2 separate regions of the Sus scrofa genome follow, and region 1 is linked to region 2. The links are chromatin contacts, called in public Hi-C maps. All regions are on one chromosome and are shown on one strand. Each heading gives the region's core, a stretch centred on a gene start, on an enhancer-like site or on the middle of the called end of the contact. The rest is flanking DNA. Distances are from core to core; before and after follow the strand shown.

What was found. A called contact is a pair of places that touch in the nucleus more often than the background predicts.
Region 1: a Hi-C map of retroperitoneal adipose tissue shows a contact between it and region 2, with 2.0 times the contacts expected there. The contact joins the enhancer-like site here to the promoter of GADD45B in region 2. A contact is called at or near these places in 1 of 5 promoter capture datasets (liver), 13 of 47 Hi-C or Micro-C datasets (alveolar macrophages, blood, embryonic fibroblasts and 8 more) and 2 of 2 datasets of contacts at active chromatin or transcription factors (alveolar macrophages and skeletal muscle).

Annotation. Positions count from the first base shown.
Region 1 is chr2:76,048,254-76,051,121 of Sscrofa11.1, forward strand. It overlaps GNG7 (guanine nucleotide-binding protein G(I)/G(S)/G(O) subunit gamma-7), which reads left to right. Exons shown (of 6, transcript XM_021084181.1): 4 at 813-849. Among named protein-coding and RNA genes, the nearest start is that of GADD45B, 62 kb to the right of the region's middle. Within about 2 kb of position 1,423, at least 27 of the 83 cell types and tissues checked have an H3K27ac peak or open chromatin away from gene starts, as enhancers often do. A contact at or near this core is called in alveolar macrophages, liver, mesenteric adipose tissue and 3 more, where this site is marked.
Region 2 is chr2:76,110,147-76,113,201 of Sscrofa11.1, forward strand. GADD45B (growth arrest and DNA damage-inducible protein GADD45 beta) reads right to left here and starts at 1,312. Exons shown (of 5, transcript XM_005654701.2): 1 at 816-1,312.

The DNA.
Region 1 (2,868 bases), core at 173-2,672, 62 kb before region 2:
GCTGGTTGTCAGCCCCACAGCACAAGTCAGGCTTCTGTAGCCCATGATGCCTCCCTGGGCGGTGTGTCCTTGGGGCAGCTGGTGAGTGCAGCATGGAGTGTGGCGTTCAGTCTAGGGGGTCACTCTGGCAGCTGGACGTGGCAGCCCCAGGACCCCTCACACTGTGTGCATCCATCATCAGAGATTTGGCTCCGTACAGGGTTCCGCTTGGAGCAGGAGCTCCCATCCCCTGGAAAACAGCAGTTCCAAAGCATCAGAGCCCACCCTGCCCTCGGGGCTGATCACAGGGACTTCCTTCCTTTCCCGGTGACCTTCTGACCCCAGGCAGCCAGCCTCAGACCCCTCGCCTTCCTGCCCCCATATACCTGTCACCTCTTCCACCCAAGGTTAATGGCTTTGCCCCAACATCGAATTTTCCACCTCTCCCTTTGTTGGCCTGGCACGTGGCTTCCATCAAAGCTGAAAACGAGACACGGAAAAACCCCAAGCATTACATGCCAAGGCTCGGTTCCATTTCAAAGCTTGGGGTCCCCATGTCCCAAAATGGAATAATACAAGTTCTGCAAGAAAACTTGACTCCCGCCTCCCCAAAGAAAAGCAGTTGTCCCTCCTGAATGGCTCGGTTGTAAAGAATAAAGTGAGTTTTCCAGAAGCCGCCCCCACCACGTTTCTCTGGAGGACACAGCCAGTTTCCAAATCAAATGCCACATTTTTGGCGACAGCCAAGTATCTCTCTGAGAAAAGCTGGAGATAATTAAGTTAAAAATATTTAACCACGATTTTTTTTTCTCTCTCTCTTTCTTTCTAAACAGGGTAGAGTGGTGCTGCTTCTTGGAAAAATTGAAAAAGGTATGTAACGTTTTATCTTACTTCATGAGCTTGGAATCCCTTGTTTTTTAGAAAAGGAACAAACAAGCCCAAGTATTTCACGCGCACATGACACACTGGGAATTGTGTCACTGCAAAAAGAGCGCTGGGCCCCCTGCCAGGAAACCCAAGTTCAAACCCCAGGTCCGCCTCCCAGTGGCTCAGCCACGTTCGTTCAGGCGGATTCCTTTCATCTCCTGCAACAGAAACAATACTCTTCCCAAGCATGGTGCCGAGATGAAGGGGGCTGTGGACGGGAAAAGCATAGGGCTGGGCATCGAAGTGAGTGCGAACCGTCGGGAGCCGGATCTGGAGCCACAACTGGTTTGGAAAACACGTGCCTTTCCAGGAAACTGGTCCATTTCGTGTAGATTACCTAATCCGCTGGCTGCTGGAGCCTGCAGCATCCTCCTACAAGCCTTTCCCCTACCAGATGCTCGTTGATCACGCCCGGCTCTGGTCCCTGACCCTGGTCCCTGGTGTCTCCCCATCAGTCTGTCTAAAGGCCTGCCAGAGTTGCCCCCCTCTTCCCAAAGCACTAGCTTTCGGTTTCGCAGGTTCCCCTCTCGTTTCTCTCTGTTTCGTTGATCGTAGTTTCTCACTTCCTCCTGCCGGCCTTGGTTTTCGCTGGGTCTTCCCATCCCCTCGTCCCTTTACTCGTAAAGTCCATTTGTACACTGAGACCCTCCCTCACACGCCGTCTGCAGCTGTCACTTTCTCCCTCGACCCTCACCACGGGTTTCTGCACATGGTGTTTTTGTTTTCAGGGCCCCGTGGCTTCTCCACCCCTGTGCTTGTCTGAGCCTGGTGTTTCATTTCCATGGGTTCCACCACTGATTTGGGAAGGAAAGAGCGTCTTTCTCCATCGAGGACGTAGGCAGCGGGGACCCACTGTGGGGCTTGCTGAAGAGGTGGGGGGATTGGATTGTGGTGGGGCTTCACTGCTTCACCTCTGAGCCTCTCTTTGAAAACAAAACAAAAACAAAAACAAACAAACAAAAAAAAACATTGTATTATAGTTGATTTACAATGTTCTGTCCATTTCTGCTGTACAGCAAAGGGACCCAGTTAGTTACACATATACATACCTTCTTTTTCTCACATTATCCTCCATCATGTTCCATCACAAGTGATTGGATATAGCTCCCTGTGCTATACAGCAGTCTGAGCCTCTCTTTTTTTTTTTTTTTTTTGTCTTTTGTCTTTTTGTCTTTTGTTGTTCTTGTTGTTGCTATTTCTTGGGCCGCTCCCGCGGCATATGGAGGTTCCCAGGCTAGGGGTTGAATCGGAGCTGTAGCCACCGGCCTACGCCAGAGCCACAGCAACGCAGGATCTGAGCCGCATCTGCAACCTACACCACAGCTCACGGCAACGCCGGATCGTTAACCCACTGAGCAAGGGCAGGGACCGAACCCGCAACCTCATGATTCCTAGTCGGATTCGTTAACCACTGCGTCACGACGGGAACTCCCTGAGCCTCTCTTAATGCCTTGGAACAGGGCTGCCTGCTTCATAGACACAGTGTACAGCCCAAGGGCACAGGGCCTGCTCCGTTCTGAGGGTTGGGGCACAGGCACTGGTGGTTGGCAGGGGCTGCGAGAAAGCCCCCAAGTGGCTTCCTGGGGCCACCCTGGCAAAGTACCACAGGCTGGGGGCTTAAAACTACAGAAGTGCATCCTCTCATATTCCAGAGGCCAAGTACCAAGACCAAGGTAAAGCAGGGCCCCCCCTCTCAGAAGGCTCCAGGGGAGGGTTCTTCCTGCCTCTTCAGCCTCTGGTGGTTTCCAGCATCCCTGGTGTCCTTGGCTTATAGATGCACCACCCAAGTCGCTGCCTCTGATTTCACTTGGCCTCTCCCTGTATGTGTGTCTCCTCTCCTCATGCAGTCACCAGTCACTGGATTTAGCGACACCACCACCCCCCCCCCCGCCCCGCTCCCGACTCCGGTATGACCTCATCTTAACTAATTACATCTTCAGTGACCCGATTTCCAAATAAGGT
Region 2 (3,055 bases), core at 62-2,561:
CGTGCGGGGGCGCCCCACGTGGGGGCGAGAGCTGGGAGGAGGGCGCGAGGGGGGGAGCGGGGAGTTTGAGTGCCAGAAAAAAAAAAAAGCAGAAGTTTTCTCCTGATTTCCCGGCAGCCGAGCCGCGTTTCGGGGCGCGCGCGGGATTTCCAGCGCGCCAGGCGGCCCTGACTTTCGGGGGGGCCTGGAATCCCCTCCCCGTCCTCGGAGAGTCCCCGGCCTGCACCTTTCCAAGTCCTGCTGGGGTTTTGCATGGGGAGAGAGCACTGTTTGCAGCCTGATCCTTTCTAGTGATGGTTTCCGGGATCTCCCCAGGCTGCAGGGACCCCAGACCCAGGGTGACTTAACTTTCTGGGCCCTTGTCTAATGGGAATGCAGCGCTGGCCTCCTTGGGTTGCAGGAGTGCAAAATAAAATTAGGAGTACGCAGTAAGCGAATAACAAGCAAGCGGTGATGGTTGCGGGAGACTGCCTCCAGGTCTCCAAAGTTGGGGGCTGCGAAGGCGGCCTGAGTCCCCACCTGTCCTATGACAATGCACACTGTCCTCATTGGGTTGCAGGAAGCCTTGACTTTAATAGGGAGGTACACAGTACGCACTCCGTAGAGTCAGTTACGACCTGGTAGTCGTAAGAGGCCGCCTCGAGGTACCCAGAAGCAAGGGTTGCAAAGCCTAGGACCGAGACGCGATGCCCCCTCCCCACCCGCCGCGAGTTTCAGGGTGGGGCGAGCGTGGGAGGTGCAGGTGGCTCCGCCTCGCAGGTTCCGCGCCCCCTGCTGGCGCCTCACTTTGGGTTGTTTGCACCTCCGCGCCTCACCTGACAGTGGGGGAATTAGAGGCCGGAGAGAGATCGAGGGAAAACATTTTTGCAGGCGTTGCGTGCTGCCACCTTGGCACGCTTCCCGCGATGCTCGCCACTTTTACTTCCTCCCTCCGGAGAGGGCGCTGAGTGTATTGAGAGTACTGTGTATCAGGCTCCCCCTATCACTTGCCTTATCTCTTAATCCCCAAGAACCTAGGAAGCAAGGGCTATGCTTATCTGCATGATGTAGAAGAGGAAACTGAGGCTTCGTGAGGCTTCCACTCCCTCAAGCTACGGGTTAATTCGTACTGGAACCACACTTGTGCGCCAGGCACGGCCGCACTCTGGGACTGCCGCCAGCCTCGCCCTCTCCCCGGGAAAGCAGTTCACGAGCCAGGCGGGCAGGCCCGCGTAGGACTTTCTCCCACGGTCGATCAGGGGCTCCCGGGTGACTCACAGCTGCGCCCCCTCCCCCGCCAGCCTGGGGTCTGGTCTCTGCCCCGCCGCTCGGTTCCCCCAGCTCCTCGGCCAGCGGTCGAGCTGACGCATCCCGCCGCCTCCGCGCCGCCCACCGTGGGGGCGCGAAATGTTCTGGGCGCTGTAAGGCGAGTTGGCGCCACCTGGCGGCCATACGAGGTCCCTGCGGCCCGCAGCGCCGGAAGGGACAGACCGGCGGGGGCCGGGTGAGGAGGAGGACTGAGGTAACAGCGGCAGTATTTTGTATACACAGTATTTTATATGTGCAACATGTATTTAATAAGTTTATAGATGCAATTTTTTGAAAAATCAAGTAAACTACTGCCCAGGGCTGCGAGTTTTGTTTTTCGTTTGTTTTTGTTCTTAGGGCCACACCCGCGGCATATGGAAGTTCCCAGGCTAGGAGTTGAATCAGAGCTGCAGCTGCTGGCCTACGCCACAGCAACGCAGGATCCGAGCAGTGTCTGCGACCTCCACCACAGCTCACGGCAATGCCGGATCCTTAACCCACAAAGTGAGGCTGAGGGATGGAACCGACAACCTCGTGGTTCTTAGTTGGAGTCGTTTCTGCTGCATCACACCGGGAACTCCCCCCCTGTTGTTTTTTTTTTTTTATGGTAAAATATGCGTGCTATATATCATTTTGACCATTTGTAAGCATACTGTTTGGTGGTGTTAAATATATTCACAATGCTGTGTCACAATCACCGTGATCTAGACCTCAAAATTTTCTATCATTCCCAACATAAACTCCTGGGAGTTAAACATGAGCTACCACCAGCTCCTGTCACCTACCATTATACTTTGTCTCTATGAATTTTATCCTTTAGGGAGGAGGAAGAGAGTGGGATGGACGGGCACTCAGGGTTTTTGTATGCAAACTGTTAAATTTGGAATGGACCAGCAATGGGCTCCTACTGCACAGCACAGGAAACTGTGTGTGATTGGGTCACTTTGTTGTACAACAGAAATTGAAGAGATGTTGTAAATCAAGTATACTTTAATAATAGTAAAAAAGGAACCTCCCATAGATGGGATCATAGTGTATTCATCCTCTTGTGTCTGACTTATTTTATTGAACATAATGTCTTCAAGTCTCATCCATGTATACGTCAGAATTTCCTACTTTTGGGAGTTCCATTCGTGGCTCAGTGGTTAACGAACCTGGTTAGGATCCAAGAGGATGCAAGTTCGAGCTCTGGCCTTGCTCAGTGGGTTTACAATCCTGTGTTGCCATGAGCTGTGGTGTAGGTTGCAGATGAGCCTCAGATCCTGGCTTGCTGTGGCTGTGGCACGGGCCAGTAGCTGTAACTGATTCGACCCCTAGCCTAGGGACTTCCATATGCCACGGGTGCGGCCCTCAAAAAAAAAAAAAAAGCAAAAAAAAAAAAAAAAAAGAATTTCCTCCTTTTAATTTAATGCTGACTAATATATTGCATGGATAGACCATATTTAGTTTATCCAATTCACCTGTTGTTGGGCATAGGGGTGGTTTCCAGTAATTGTTGTGTTGCATTACTTGTTTTTGTCCACAAAGTTTTATCGGAACCAGGGCAGGTTGTATGGTGAGGAGAGTGAAGCATCCACCACCTCAGGCACAAATTTTAAGGGAATGCTACAAAACTCAGTCGTCAAATAAGCAAATAATGTAGTTGATTGCAGTTGATTTACAATGTTGTGCCTTAATTTTTTTTTTTATGGCCTTAACTGCAGCATAAGAAGGTTCCCAGGCTAGGGGTCCAGTTGAGGTTGCAGCTGCTGGCCAAGCCACAGCCACA